Linked DNA regions of Gossypium arboreum: region 1 is linked to region 2. The links are chromatin contacts, called in public Hi-C maps. All regions are on one chromosome and are shown on one strand. The core of a region is the stretch at or near the end of the contact, and the rest is flanking DNA. Distances in the headings are between cores, read along the strand shown. Region 1 holds the start of LOC108464234 (protein MODIFIER OF SNC1 11). Region 2 holds the start of LOC108466928 (40S ribosomal protein S23-like).

Region 1 (4,535 bases), core at 1,946-4,445, 380 kb before region 2:
GACAGCAGTAATATCCTATGCACAACAGCACTGCATTCATAATTTCTCACGGAAAACTAACTAATCGAGTTCAATTATGCCATCTGAGCCATGAGTATCAGGAGCAGATACAAATACAAAAATGCAAACTTATGCATACAAACCTGCAAACAAGCTCATGAGTACATGCATGCTCGAGAATATAGCCAACAAATGATTCTATTTCCTTTTTTTACTATTTAGAAGGAACAAAAGAAACATGACAACAGTCGGAGATTACTGAACAAAATGAGCCTCCTACAAACCCCTACACCAAAGCATTTCAATGTAAACACAAAAAAAAAATGTTATCCACGTTTGCTCATATAAAAGGCGTTTAAGTTCATCATTTGTCCTATAGCCAAAGTCACACTTAAAAAAAAAAAAAAACCAAGAAAGAAAGAGACCTAAGACCCTAACATGTAGAAACCAGAATAAATGGAAACTAAACTTGCTTTTAGATATTTATGAGAATGTATCATCTACTACTTAAAATTATTTAACCCATAGAAATAGATGTCAGACTCAATTTGGATACTACTACCGTCTCGAATTTGGTCATACCATGCAACTTGGAAGAGTATAAAATCCCCAAATATTACCATGGCAAGAGAACAAACCAAAATTTTTTTTCTTGATGGAAATTACTAACCACTCCATACTTTCTCAATCATATCATCAAAAGGAGAACTTGAAATTTTCTAGCCCTTATCCTAGAGGTTTTAATGCTTTTTGTAGGATTTCAGATAGGTTAACACTACAGGTGATCGCTGATTCCTCTATAGGCCTCACCAAGTCAATAGAAATCGTAGTTATGTCCGAAATGAGAAAAATGCCATCCAAACTACCAACGAAACCTTTCACTGCTTTAGCAATTTATCCGAGGATGAAGGAGTACCACATCTAATAATTCTGAGGTTGGAAAGATAACATTGTAAAGAAGCCGCTACAGGTACAAGTTGTTACAACACTACTAGACCTGAAAATGAAAAGTATAAGTAATAGAATGGATCTAGTATATTCGAGTATTGTGCAATGCATATATAGAAGATCAAAGCAATTCATATCTCCAAAGTCACCTTCTAACTAGGTAGGGAAATTTTGTATTTAGGGTCCTCCACCAGCCTTTCCAGCAATAGGAGCCTCCTAACAAAAAAAGGTATATCAATCAACATCTCGAACAGCACCTATAAAACACTTGAATTTCTCCTATCTAATAAATCCACTAGAGAAACAACTAATTTAGGCCTTACTGGCTCAATATTTCCCTTCCCATTCACCTGTGATGATGTACTTGATGGAGGATTAGAGAACCTGGAAAGACAAGATAAATCAAAGTTCAATATACATTTTCTTAGGCATTTATATATCTCTAAAATTAAATCAAACAGCTTTTCAGCAGTAGAACATACCTAATTGCCCTCGCTTTTCTTTTCTCCTCTTCCACTGTATCAGGTTTGGAATCTTGTGCAAATCTGGCAAGACGTGCTTTCTTTTTGGCCTCCTCATCAGTAGCCGTAGTGGGTACAGAAAGCCCAAACCTGAGAAACAACAATAAAAATGACAAACTGAATAAAAATGCAAATGTAAGCCACATATTCACCCCCATAAAGGGTATATAGAATAAAACCTCTCTGCTCTGGCTTTCCTCTTCATGTCCTCCGATTGCTTAGATGCTTCTGATCCATTCATGCTGGGCACAGTACCGAACCTGCAAAATGGTTGGTCCACACTCAACAAGTTAGAAACAAAAAGAAGTCAAAAAATGGAAGGCAACATCCACAGCTACAGCTTTACCACCAACAAAACTCTTCTATTACAACATTTTAAGGCTCTGTTACAGGAAAACACTATCTTTCCAGCCATTTTCAAATTGGTTTGCACGTTCCCATCAAGGAACACTAGCAACCCAATTCAGTAAGATTAAAGTCCCTTAATAAATTGTTCACTCCAAAATTATAACGTAAAACAAATCATTCAGGAACTTCAAAATTTATCTATTCATTTAATTAGAATTATGTATTTATATTAAAAACCACACACACACACACACACACAAAAGTTCCAAAATACTTCTTATATTCCAATTCATAGTATTTTGTTCTTACTAAACTTAGCTGGATAAGACTACCCTATCGAATTAGGTTTCACAAAAGTAGCAAGTTACCTTTCAATTTTCGTTTTGATATCAGACTGATCTCCAATCCTTGTAACACTGTTTTAAGAAGCCATATAGTTTCTCTCTAATTATATAGAACTAAGTTAGGATTTGCCTTAAATTGCCAAGTTGTCCCAGGCGAACATGCAAGCAAGCTTAGTAACTAGGTAAGACTCTGATCTGATAGGGTTATACTCACCTCTAGAGAATCAACGGATAAATTAATAAAATCCAAAATACGATAAGCTCCAACATGAAGAGCAAGACAAAAGGAAAAACTAGAGGAACGAATTCAATAGCAATAATGAATGGTTCTAAGCACCTCAAGATCCAAGAATCGAATGGCATTTCAAGAAATTTATCCGAATAGACATTTCCAGAAATCAATCAAAATAAAAAATCAAATTCTTCTCTTATCGTTAGAAGTTCTGATCGACTAGGTACAAAACCAAAAAGAAAAACCCTGAATTCCCGATAAACCCGGGGAGATTAAAGTAGTTACCTCTCAGCCCTAGAATTACGCTTCTCTTGCTCAGACAACTGGACCGGTACGCCGAACCGCTCAGCTCGGCGAATCTTCTTCTGGATGTCGTTAACGGGAGCGCTGCCACCCCCAGAGGCGGAGCCCCCAGCAGTCCCGCCAGTCTTCCAACCCTTGCTCTCCTTAAGAGGTACTTCAGAAGCAGAAATATCAGAGCTAGGAGGATCTAACTTATCGGTGGAAGGCAGAGCGGGCTCGGCGGTCTTCTTAGAGATCGGTTCTGCGGATGAATTGGCGACGGAGGATGGAGCCGCGGAGTTCCTTGCGGTAGCGAGGGGTTTATCGGTGGTGGTTGCCATGGGAATGGTAGGTAGAGTTGCGTGAAGAGGAGGAGCCGAGACCTAAGAGAGTGAGCGGTGAGGGTCACTGTCTTCTCTTACTCGCTGGTTAAGGATTAAGGAAAAAGGCTAAGGATTAAACAATAAAGGCAAGAAGGTTTTTCGTTTCGCCTTTCTTCATTCGCTGTTGTTGGGCCGGATGGCCTGCTAAGACCGACTCTCAATTAACGTACTTTTTATTTTGAGTTAGAAGTTAATTAAGGATAAAATTAATTAAAAATTTAAAAATATTCAGTTGAATCGAGTTTTAGTTGTTTTAACCGGTTTATAATGGTTTTTGATTTAATCATTTCAAAATTACTCTCTATATTGATCATTCGGTTACTTCCGATCCAATGGACTAATTGAGTCCTGTTCAAACAACATTGATTAAAATATTCTTAAAATTTAGTCATTGTACTTAAAAAAATAAAAAAGAAGTCTTCTTATTTATTTGATTTTAAGATTTCAATCTAAATATTAATATTATTTGTACTTTTTATCAAAATTTATCAAATTGATGTGTTAATTAAATTGTTCTCATATAACGTCACATATGATTGGCTAAAATAAACATGTTAAGTTTACAAATTTTGACAAAAATTAAAAACAACAATAATGATTAAACTAGAATTTTAAATTGAAAAAGTAGAATAATTAAATTTTAACATTTAAAGTATAGGAACTAAATCTCAAATTTTAAATAAGTACATGAACTAATAGCATATTTTAACAACTAAATAATTAAAATAATTTATTGAGAGAGTTATAATGGTGTTAAATTTTTTTTTAATTGTTTCTTTAGATTTTTAAACATACATTAAGAGGATTATAATCTACAAAATAATTTATTGAGCGAGTTGAGGGTTTACTAAAATAGGTTTGCTTAGTTTCAAGTCTCAAGACAAGAACTCCTTTGTTTCAAGACACATAAACATCGAAGTTAAAGGTTTGAAACATGATAGATATGTCTCGAGACCTATCTAGAGACATAAGATGCCAAGTCTAGAGATATGAACCCCAATGTCTCGACATTCTATCATCGAAAAAAATTTAAAAAAAAATCAAAGGGATAACATGTCCTAAGACATCCAATTGAGTTTTGATTCGAGTTTGAACCCCATATAATTGATCTGTCTCAATTTACAATGGCAAGTTAAGCTCTTTTCATGACTCAAGGAGCTTGTATTCAAGTAGTTTTACGTTTTTAATGTTTATTTTAGAATTATTTAATTTTTAGTTTTAATTGAATAAAACGATCTTTCAGTGTGGTTTTATGACCTATTAGGCCAGTTTGGGCCTAAGGGAAGATTGATGTGTTGATTGAGTGTGTAGGACATCGTCTTAGGCTGAAGAGTTAATCCCCAAAATGTCACAACATCAAAGATGGATTTCGTGACATCCAACTTCGAAGCAAAAAGGAGCTTCAAGGCATTAATATTGCAACAACCAACTATCACTGTCGTGACATCCAACTTCAAACCTAAAGAAATTATATTCA
Region 2 (4,191 bases), core at 623-3,122:
TAAAACCCATAAGAGACCCAAGCCTCAAACCCACACCCAAATAGACCAAAATCCTAAACATTCAAATCCAAAATGATTAAACCTGAAATTGAACCACCCAAATCAATGTTGTCAAGGGCACAAGGGGCACTCTTTAGGGCTAGAATCCTTATATTGCCATGCGAGAGGCCTTGAAAGAATGAGCATTTTTGTTGCCTAGTGCTAAAGCAAGAGATGTAGGCACCTAGGTGCAAACCTAGACAACACTGACCCAAAATGACTCAAACATGAAAATGACCAAAAACACAATGACTAAATATTTTTAAAACCTGAATTGGTCCGATTTAAAATAATATAATCCACAACCAACCCAACTTGTCCAATTGATAGGCCTACTTAGCACGCTTAAAAAATTATATCATACAATTTCACTTAAGTTCTACTTACATTCTCTTCAATGTAGTTTAAGCAACCATCATTTGGGACGAATGCCGCAATCTTCTTCCCATTCTTGATCAATTGAACTCTAGCACACTTCCTAATAGCAGAGTTCGGCTGCTTAGCTTCAATACCTCTGGATGTTATAAAGCCATTAGTGCATATATTGAATTAGTGTTCAATGAAAACAAAAGCACCAAAAAAGAAAAAAAAAAAAAAGAACAGGGAATTCTTACATCTTCTCAAGGACAATGCCTTTGGCATGGGAAGAACCAGCAAATGGCTTCTTCCATTCATTTCCAAGGTTGGATTTTTTGTATGCCTTATCGGCCCACCGTTGCCTCCTCCTGTGGGTCCTCAACTTGCGTCCAGCTCCCATTCCACGTGTCTTCCTGAATGAAAAACCCTTAATAAGACCTATTGCTTTTGAAACGAATCTAAGAACTCAATCAACCCAAAATGCCTGAACCAAACAAACCCAACACAATTTGACCCTAAAAAGTAAACAACCAAAATCTATCCAACCCGAACCCGAATGTACCCAAATGCATAATTACCAACCCCAGAAAACTTGAAAGACAACTTGAACCTAAAATTAACCCAGACCCAAAACAGGCCTAAAAATCCTAAAACCCGAATTGACCTGATCCAAAACAACTTCATCGTCCAATTGACAGGTCTACCATCTACCCTTAATCTCATAAATTAGAACTCCTCAAAATATAAAATTCTAAACATCAAACTTCGTAAATCTTATGTAGCTTTTAAAAGTGTTTGATGGAGGACAGAAAGAGTTTGTATCACTTCAGGTGAAAGTCGACATTTTGTAATTTCAAACAAGCATTGTTCAACTGCCATTCATATATAATACTCCTAAACCCTTGGAAAATCAAATACAAGAAAAATTTTCTGGCTTTCAAGAAGCTCATAGCATTATTCATACAGAGAATCATAAACCAAAATCCATATTCCAACTCATTCTTTCAATCTTAAAGCTAAAACGCCTAAACCAGCAATCAAATTTCCAAAAAAAAAAAAAACACAATATCTAAAATCAATAGCAGGTGCAATGCACTCAAAGCTATAAAGTCTCATTATTCCCAATCTTTTTTTCAAAGTGTAGAATTAATACAAGACTTAGAGACCCAACAACCCACATCCGAAAACCGATACTTCTCATAAAAAAATCATTTAATTAAACAAGCAAGATCAGCTTAACAGTAAAAAGAAAAAGGGTAGGGAAGCTAAGAAAAGAAACAAGCTACGGATTTATGCTGAAATTGATAGCAAGAAAACATACCCCATATTGGCTGAGAGGTTATTCCAACTGCGGCGAGGGTTTCCAGAGAGATTGAGGCGAAGACAAAGAAAAATCTGCTGCCGCTAAGTTTGAAGTATAAACCTCGAAGCTGCTGCTTAAGGCCCTAACCCTACAAACGATGGGCATATATAGATATATAGTGGGCTGTAATTTGGACCCATAATAAATATTTAAAATAGGTGCTTTCAGCTACTTTACTCGGTCCCAAGTCGGGTTGGGCTGAAAATATTTTGTATTAATTATTTAGGGTAAAGTAAACCAATAGTTATACAATTTTAATCTCAATAACAAAACAATTACTTAACTTTCATCTTAATCGCTAAATTTTTTAAAAATAACAAATCAGTCACTATTAACCATTTTTCCTTACAGACGTAACAGAGCTATCATTTTCCTCCTTCTCTCCCCCACCCTTTGCTACGGCTTTCCCATCCCTATCCCTCTTCCCAACAATCCCCCTACTCCGATTCTCTCCCTCTCCTCCATCGTCCCTCCCCTTACTTCGGCCCTCTCCCTCTCTCCCACCGTCCCTTTCCTTCTGCTAACCCACCCACCATTCAAGCCCATTGATTTTTGTCTCCCAAAACCATGGGTCATGTTCTTCCCAACCAAAAATCTCAGTTAAATGCATAAAAAAAGGTCCTATTCTTAATTTTTTTTAGTTAAACTGCTTCATTCCTCTTCCCGCATCACTACTAGTAAGCTTCTCTCTTTCTCTCATCATCTTATTGTTTTACTAAATGGAAGCTTTAACAAATTTGGCAAAAACAACAATGACAGAAACAAGTTATTTTGAAGTTATTTCTAGGTTTTTCTTCTCATATCCAAATGAAAAAAAAGGGAAAAGAATATCTAAAAATGTATAAATTATTGACAAAAATGGATTTGAGCTTACAATTTTAAGGAATTTGAGCTTTTCTAAAACGGGATCCATCGTTTTCTGATTGCTTTGAAATCATAGTGATTTGATTGCCCGAACTCTTCATTACCCAATAATAATAAAGGTAAAGTACACCAACAGTCATTGTTGTTTAACCCATCTTACCTAATAATAATCACAGTGATTTGTCTATAATACAAATGACTAAGTAAAAAACCTAACAAATGAATTTTGAAACAACAAGATAACGAAATTATGAAATATAAAATAAGGGTTTTGTTTAACCTGTCTTACCCAATCCAAATAAAAAAAATTAAAGCAGTTGTGATCTAGAAACTTGTTAAAGCGGAAAAAAATTAAGAACGCGACCTTTTTTTTATGTATTTAACTGAGATTTTTGGTTGGGAAGAACTAGACCATGGTTTTGGGAGACAAAAGCAAGGGGCTTGAAGGGTGGGTGGGTTAGCAGATGGAAGGGGATAGTGGGGGAGAGGGAGAGGGAAAGGAGAGCGGTGGTAGGGGGAGGGAGACAAGAGGGGAGGGGGAGAGAAGGATGGAAAATGACAGTTCCTTTATGTTTGTAACGGAAAATGGCAACTCTGTTACATCCGTAATGAAAAATTGTTAATGGTGACTGATTCATTATTTTTCGAAAGTTTATTGACTAAATTGAAAGTTGAGTGGTTGTTTTGTCATTTATATCAAAATTGAGTGACTATTGGTATACTTTACCTATTATTTTAATAGAATTTTATTACCTTTAAATAGATATTGATTTTTTTAGGGAATAAGGTTGTTCATAGATTTACACATTTTATATTTTCAAAAAATGTTCAAAGATCAAATTTCTAATGATTATTAATTGAAGACTTAAATGTATTTTTTAAATTATTCAAATAATATATTGAAATTTATTAAATTAAGTGGCAATCTATTATTTTAAATAAAAGTGAAAATATATGTTCACTCTCTATAGTTTCTCTTTGTTTAGGAGTTGATTTTGTTGGCTAGTTGTTAAGGGTCGTTCCTTCTTATTTTTATCAAAAGAAAATTAAATTAATTAACATAATTAAATTAGTTTAGTAAATTGATTGGTAATCATCCTGTTGTCGAAAATCCAAACGGTCAAAAAGCTAGAAATAGTGAGGACAAACCGTGGTCAAAGTTTCATGATGGTTCAATAGTCAAATTTATAGATTGGGCTTGGAAAGTTTTAAAGAATGATTTTTTGTTTTGATTTTTGAGAAGTTTCTTGAGAAAATGAAAAGAGAACTAGAAAGAAGAGGAAGAGGTGACTATGATTCATCGTGGAAGACAGATAGGGAACAGATAGTGTTGCAGACCAAAAAGAAAGTCAAAATCGGTCAACAACAGTCACTATTTAAAAGTCTGTTAATTTTAGTTCCTTTTTTTTTTTGTAAAACACTGCGTTTTGAACCTTTTAATTAAACGGTACGTTTTGGGGAAGGAGGTTATCAAGGGTAGACGGACCTGGTAATGAAATGTGGAGTTTTGGAGTTGTCATAATAGTTGTAAGAATATATTTCCTCTCCTTTTTTAACCACCGATCTGA

What was found. Hi-C and Micro-C count contacts between places; a contact is called where the count stands out from the background.
Region 1: a Hi-C map of leaf shows a contact between it and region 2, with 3 times the contacts expected there. The contact joins the promoter of LOC108464234 here to the promoter of LOC108466928 in region 2. A contact is called at or near these places in 2 of 5 Hi-C or Micro-C datasets (both in leaf).

Annotation. Positions count from the first base shown.
Region 1 is chr13:53,562,901-53,567,435 of ASM2569848v2, reverse strand. LOC108464234 (protein MODIFIER OF SNC1 11) reads right to left here and starts at 3,195. Exons shown (of 6, transcript XM_017764411.2): 1 at 2,679-3,195; 2 at 1,649-1,729; 3 at 1,431-1,559; 4 at 1,299-1,332; 5 at 1,098-1,164; 6 at 1-997. The coding sequence starts at 3,016. The coding sequence ends at 1,126.
Region 2 is chr13:53,186,730-53,190,920 of ASM2569848v2, reverse strand. LOC108466928 (40S ribosomal protein S23-like) reads right to left here and starts at 1,872. Exons shown (of 4, transcript XM_017767314.2): 1 at 1,718-1,872; 2 at 654-809; 3 at 427-553. The coding sequence starts at 1,722.